Linked DNA regions of Hordeum vulgare: region 1 is linked to region 2. A link is a contact called in public Hi-C data. All regions are on one chromosome and are shown on one strand. The core of a region is the stretch at or near the end of the contact, and the rest is flanking DNA. Distances in the headings are between cores, read along the strand shown.

Region 1 (3,296 bases), core at 325-2,824, 520 kb before region 2:
ATGTTTGGAAAAATAGATACCTTGGAGACATATCAGGGTGTTGGGAGCCCGGACAGCAACCACGTTGGACCCAGGCCCACTAAATCGGCCCTCCCGGCCCCATTTTCTTCCGCTCCCCCACTTCCCCCCCCCCTTGCTTTGCGTTTGCACCCTCCACCTCTCTTTTATCTACTAGCCCACCTCACAAGTATTGTCGGATGTTCACAACCAGCACCGATGCACCTGCCCATCTTTTACAACAGCATTGTCCACCCTCGGTCCGTTTGTATCCAGGTACACTTCCCCACCCTGTTGACGACCTCCATGATGACCATCATGCCCGACATGTGTTCAATCAAATGCCGTTGAGATTATTTTTGGATGCCATATCGTTTTCTCACAGTAAGAAGGATGGCGGGATACTAGACCATGAAGGATGAGATATTGTGGGATGTATGGTTGATCGTATCCGTGGATTTCGTAGGCAGGAGCAGAAAGGGACCTTCTGTCAGCAAGTACATGAATCATTTCACAAACGAAAACACATTTGCGTCCTACGACATGCACATCATCCATGTTCGCAATGTGAGGTTGTTATCGTATGAGTGGTACGCCATCCACATCATCGTCACCAAGTTTTGTCACCTAATTGCTCAGCTAGAGTCAAGGTGGCCATTGCACGCGATAGAGTAGGTCGTAATTTTTGCTTATTCTTCCTCAACTTGATGACTGAATCATTCATTCATTCAATGTTATTATTCATAGTGTGTAGCACGCACACGTTGTCGGGATGTACCACGGGACAAAAGAATGGCCATTTACGTACACACATCATTGGATGAAGTTTAAGGGACAATATTTGTGAGACAACATCATCCGTTGAAAAACTTGGACATCAAATTTGGGACATTGTTATACGTGCATACTATGTATGGATGATTTGTATAAATTTGTTGAACTTTGATGAATACCAGCCGGTTTGTATGAATTTCGTCCGTTAAATCGAAACCCGGCTTGAAATGATTGCGGGTAGCGTTGGATGGCCCATTAGTCCGCAAACGAATATTGAAGCAAATTTACGGATTAATGTTGAAGATGTTCTTAATAAGACATGTTAATTTTTGATTTTTTTAATAAAGGACGTTTTATTACTTAAAAGATGTTAATTTTTTGTAGTCCGATGACACATGTATTTAACTAGCTTATGTAATTTCATTATGTTGCATGAGACTAATATATGAATTCAAAGATTAGTTCGAAGGAGTAGATTGCGGGGACGGACTTTTGACGTGGTTAGCGTCCGCGCGGCTGCCAACTTCCAGTTGTACATACTCTTAGATATAGTAGTAGTACCATATTTGCACAAACATCCACCTGACGTAGCGAATCCATCCCATCTGATCTGACTACGCAGCATTTGACATGACATGCATCCGCAGCAGCACATTCTTTTTCATTTAGAAAAGCGACAGCAGCAGCGCTGAAGAAGGTTCGTGTATGGTCTGTGCTGTTCGCGGGTGGTGCGAGCATCTGGCCAATCGGCGAGGCCCAGAGCCACCCTCGCCACCGGCCGGCCCCGTCCGTTGGAGCGTGCAGAGGCCGCATTTCCATGTTCAGTCTCATGCATGACTTTCTTCTTACCAGCTCCCTCAAGGACTGCCCAGCTGCTAGCCTGCTAGCGTCTCTCAATAAAGTTCACTCGTTTTCTTTTTTCTTTTGAGGGTAAGTTCACTCGTTTTCAGAAAAGCATATTTGTACGATGCGCTGTCCATACGGTCCTAGCCTACAATATAAGATTACAAAGGAATAAACCTGATAGCTAGGTATTTTTAATATGACCAAGTGTGTATTTTTTTTAAACATAGTTAACTAGGTAAGCAAGTACAACATATAATTCTGATAATTTGATTGGCATGCTATTTGTAGGTGTCCGCTTGCCCGTATGTTGTGGGAAAAGAAGGCCGCCTCATTTAGCATGTCGCGACTTGAGAGTATCGCAAATACTAGTTCTGAATGGGCTTTGCTTCTTCTGAACGAGTGCTTGGAAGAGGAGCGGCTGACAATTCTCATGACCTTCTAGCGTACTTGGCACATTCGCAACGAGATCACCCATAACAAGCCGGCGCCAACTATTGAAGCTTCTTGCAGATTTTTATGCAGTTACATTGACAGTCTCATGTGCATTGAGCAACATCCGCAAGGCGATCTGGCTAAAGGGAAAATGGTGGTAACTCGAGGACAGCGCCGACGCCAATCCAGGGCGAGAACAACGTCGGCCTCTTGTACACGACCGTCGGAGCAATGGACTAAGCCTCCTACGGGATGGACTAAACTGAATGTTGACGGATCCTGGAGGAAGGCGGACAATATTGATGATGCTCGAATGATCCTTCGCGATAATAATGGGGCAATTGTCTATTCATCATGCAGGTTCATTACTTCCTGCGCTAGCCCACTTGAGGCGGAGGTAGAAGCATGTAGGGAGGGAATCGCCCTAGCCCTGGAGTGACGCAACAACGAACCATTGATACTGGAAACTGATAGCATCATTGGAGCCAAAATGATCATGGAGCCAGACCAGCAAAACCGATCACCTGTAGCAGCTCTAGTTGGTGAGATAAAGAGGCTTCTTTCTGTAGGCCCGGAGCATGTAACATCACATGTCAGCATGAGTAGAAATAAAGTTAGTCATATGTTAGCTCAGATGGGACTCTTGATCCCTCGTACCGTTGTTTGGCTACGGAATGGATCTGATGAGATTGGCATTTCGTGTCAGCAGGATTGTAATGAGCTACCTTGATTAATACAATTCTTTCCGTTCGCAAAAAAAATAACAAGTACTAGCATGTAATGTTTTTTCTGACAAGCTACATGAATTAAAGATGGCAACTCGACACAATTAAACACTGAACAACTAAGATGTAAAAATAGCTGGCAACTAAGTTATTTTTAGTCTGGCCACTAAGTGGTTCATATTCTGAAAACTAATTCCGGTAATTTCGTGTAATTTTTTGGCAAGCTATATGAATAAAATGAAAACTCGACACAATAAAAATTACAAATAGTGTGTATTTTTTTTGGCAAGCTACATCCAATAAAAATGGTAACTCGACACAACTAAAATGTAAAAATAGATGGCAACTAGGTTATTTTTAATCTGGGCACTACGTTATCATATACTCATAACTAAGTGATAGTAATCTGGCAATTACCGTCAGGAAAAAAAGTTGAGGAAACATATTAACATGGGATGTAGATTTGAAGATCCGAGGAAGCTAATTGTGAAAACGGATCATTAATTAAATTAATGTTTGAGG
Region 2 (3,101 bases), core at 78-2,577:
CCCTTTACGGGTCGGTTCGAGCTGCGGGGGAAGAGATCCCTTAAACTTAAACTGTAAATCAAACTTTTTGCTTACATTTGTTCTCCACATCTTCTTCTTCCTGTGCACTTGTCCATGGTCAACTAAATGTGTTCCTAAATACGGAGGCTTCGTCCACGAATCCATCTAGGAGCGAGCTAGCTAGCTAGCTCATCCGTCCACAAATCCATATCTGGTGTCCACGAATCCGTTCAGGAGCTAGCTAGCTAGCTCCGCTCATGGAATCCATCCAGGAGCCCGGAGCTAGCTAGCTAGCTTCCGTCGCCGACGTCAAATCCGGCTAGGACGAGCAGGGTGGCCGCGAGGACGGGCGGCCGGCGTTCGGGACATCCGGGGCGGCGTACGCTGGACGTAGACAGCAGATGCGAAAGTTGTTTCCATGACAGTTGGGCTCCCGCCAACTGGTTCCTCTCGGTACAAGGCACCGTAAAAGCGGACGCGAAAACTGTGTTTTTACAGATTGGGAGGAGCTTTTTACCGCGTCCCGCAAAAACATTTACGGATCCGACAAGTTTGGAGGGTCTGATCCGGCAACTTTTTTTCGTACAGACCTGTATTTTGACGGTTATTTTGCGAGTCGGGCATTATATGGGGTGATGCTCTAAGGGATCGGTTAGAGTTGCCCTAAGATCCTCAAAATATTAAGCTATAACATGTGAATTATTTGAAGCATTAGATTCAAGTTGAACGGCTAGGATCCGAATCAGCCTCTCCCTTAGGTTTGGCCTGATGCTATAGATATATGAGTCTAGAAGTGACCGTGCCTGTTATCTTCATTACTCTGCCTTTTTTGACAAGGATGCTACATGTTACTTGAAGCAATGCAAGTGCTGCAAGAAAAGTACCTTGAATGACAGGAAGTACAAACTCTATTCTCCAATCTCCATCATAACTGAAAGGAAATAAAGAAGAAGAAATTACGGCTGCCTTTTGTTCATCCTGTGTTCATACATGGTGCCAGCCAGCTTCATGTTCTCTCCCCTTGCCTTTTGATCTAGTCTTCTCACACATTTTACACCAAGGCTGGGTAGTCTAGTCTAGCCAGGGCAGTGCAGGACTGCAGGCCGCCAACGTACGCGCGTACAATCATGTAGTTATTGGGTTGGTCAAAGGGATTGCTTCTGATTGAGAGTAGGATATACGGTGAGAAAGTTCAGTTATCTTTTCAGTTTGCCTTTCCATCTTTCTTTTCCAGCCAGTCTCATTCTTTGCCTTGCTCTGGAGCTAAACCCCTGAAATATTCTTCCTATCTCGTTGCCGTTTCAATCTCTATCCAATATACAAAGAAGCATGCAGCCACAAAGAAGCGACCCCCTCGTGCCTACCTGCGACGCGTGAATCATGATTTGGGACTATATTCCACTTTAGTGAAAATCCTGCCGCCCGTTGAAAAAGAAAATCCAGCAAGCAACTGCTTATGTGCAAGCATATGTCGTGACCTAGATGATCAGGACTTGCTGTCTTGCTTTTCTATGATTAAGTAATAGTTAGAGTTGCTATCTGTCAGGCTGAAGTCTAGGACAGTTGTAAGGCACATACTGGATGTGATTCTCATCCTGCTTTACAAAATAGACCTAAATGGCTTAGTTTCTTGGGCTGATCATGACTTTAAGCAGAGGGTTTTAAGCTCTCTTTCTAACTAACAAATCACACCTGTTGGAATTTATTAGTCCCTTCAAGTCATCAATATTAATATTATGCGGTCAATTATACAACAGGGCAAGCTACCACTTAGCTTGCAGCATCATAAAGTAAGTTAATCCTCTGTCATGTGATCTGCTTGTGTGCTTGAAGAAGCAAAGGCTACATATCCACTTCAGTACCAAACTGGCTAGTTAGTGCCTTGCAACCCATCTAGTCTAGCACAAAACACATACAATGAAAAATAACTCATTTAGGGCGCAGAGTCAACGAAAATGCTATCTTTGACATGGTTCCACATTATATTTTATTTTATTTTTAAAAAAGGAGGATGATCCCCGGCTTCTGCATCTCGAAGATGCATGCAGCCATTTTATTAATTATGCACAAAGATCTTATAAAGCAATACATCAATATATCTGAAGTCGCCCTCTTGACAACATCTATCGCTAGTTCTATCCAATGATGAAGGGATGCAGGAAGTGTGAGTCACATACCCAGACCTCTCACCTAGCCTAACATCTAAAGCCGGAGTGCCCGACCGAGCCACATACCGGGTCAGGGGCACAAACCGGTCGAACGCACCCTCATAGGTCGTCGCCGCCGCTTTCCATCAATCCATCTTCAGAAGAGTTACTGACGCATCGACCTTGCAAGGCCTGCCGTCGATGCACCCACGGCGCCAGACAACGCCTCCTCCCTACGCGCGCTCATCATCACGCATCCGTCGCCGAGACATTGTTGCGCCTCGCCGCCGAGACTCCACGACATCGATGTGTCACAAGGAACGCCGCTCCACCGTAGATGCCGACCAATGATCCCTCGAGCCCGTGTGAACACTAGAATCTAAAAAAATAACAAAAAAATAAAATTGAATTTGTTTAACAAACATGATTGACTGTTCTATTCATGTGTGAATTTTCACGTAAAAATGACATGCATGGTGGTTGTTCTATGTGAAGAAAAGGGCCTCCAAAATGCTTCTAGAATGGCTTTTTTAGAGCACTGATTTTTTTTGACTTTTTTTTTAAAGAAGGTTAAACTCTCTGTCTCTGCATCAATTGATGCATGCAGTCATCTTTATTAATTATTTTATAAAAATTGGCAAAAGCATACATCAATCCACTCGAAGTCATTAATTACTTACACCTACATATTCAATAATGTGAAGTGCTTTTATTCCCATATCTAAAATCAATATCGTCGTTAATCCGCCCACATAACGTATCGAAACCAACGGATATCATTAATTTCTTTTTTGCCCATAACACCACGGTTGTCATTTCTTCACGAAAAATCACACTTGGCTGGAATAATCGACCCAAGAGCCAAACATTCGCATCGGCGGAGTGAAATGCTTTACATGGAAAAGAATCGACAAACAGTTAAAGAAATAATTCAGAAGAAGGGCATATATACTT

What was found. Hi-C and Micro-C count contacts between places; a contact is called where the count stands out from the background.
Region 1: a contact with region 2 is called in a Hi-C map of leaf, with 4 times the contacts expected there. The contact joins two enhancer-like sites. A contact is called at or near these places in 2 of 6 Hi-C or Micro-C datasets (leaf and seedling).

Annotation. Positions count from the first base shown.
Region 1 is chr7H:212,151,694-212,154,989 of MorexV3_pseudomolecules_assembly, reverse strand. No RefSeq gene overlaps it. Among protein-coding and RNA genes, the nearest start is that of LOC123409985, 130 kb to the left of the region's middle. Within about 2 kb of position 1,574, at least 3 of the 3 cell types and tissues checked have open chromatin away from gene starts, as enhancers often do. A contact at or near this core is called in leaf, where this site is marked.
Region 2 is chr7H:211,630,412-211,633,512 of MorexV3_pseudomolecules_assembly, reverse strand. No RefSeq gene overlaps it. Among protein-coding and RNA genes, the nearest start is that of LOC123414437, 8.4 kb to the right of the region's middle. Within about 2 kb of position 1,327, at least 1 of the 3 cell types and tissues checked has open chromatin away from gene starts, as enhancers often do. A contact at or near this core is called in leaf, where this site is marked.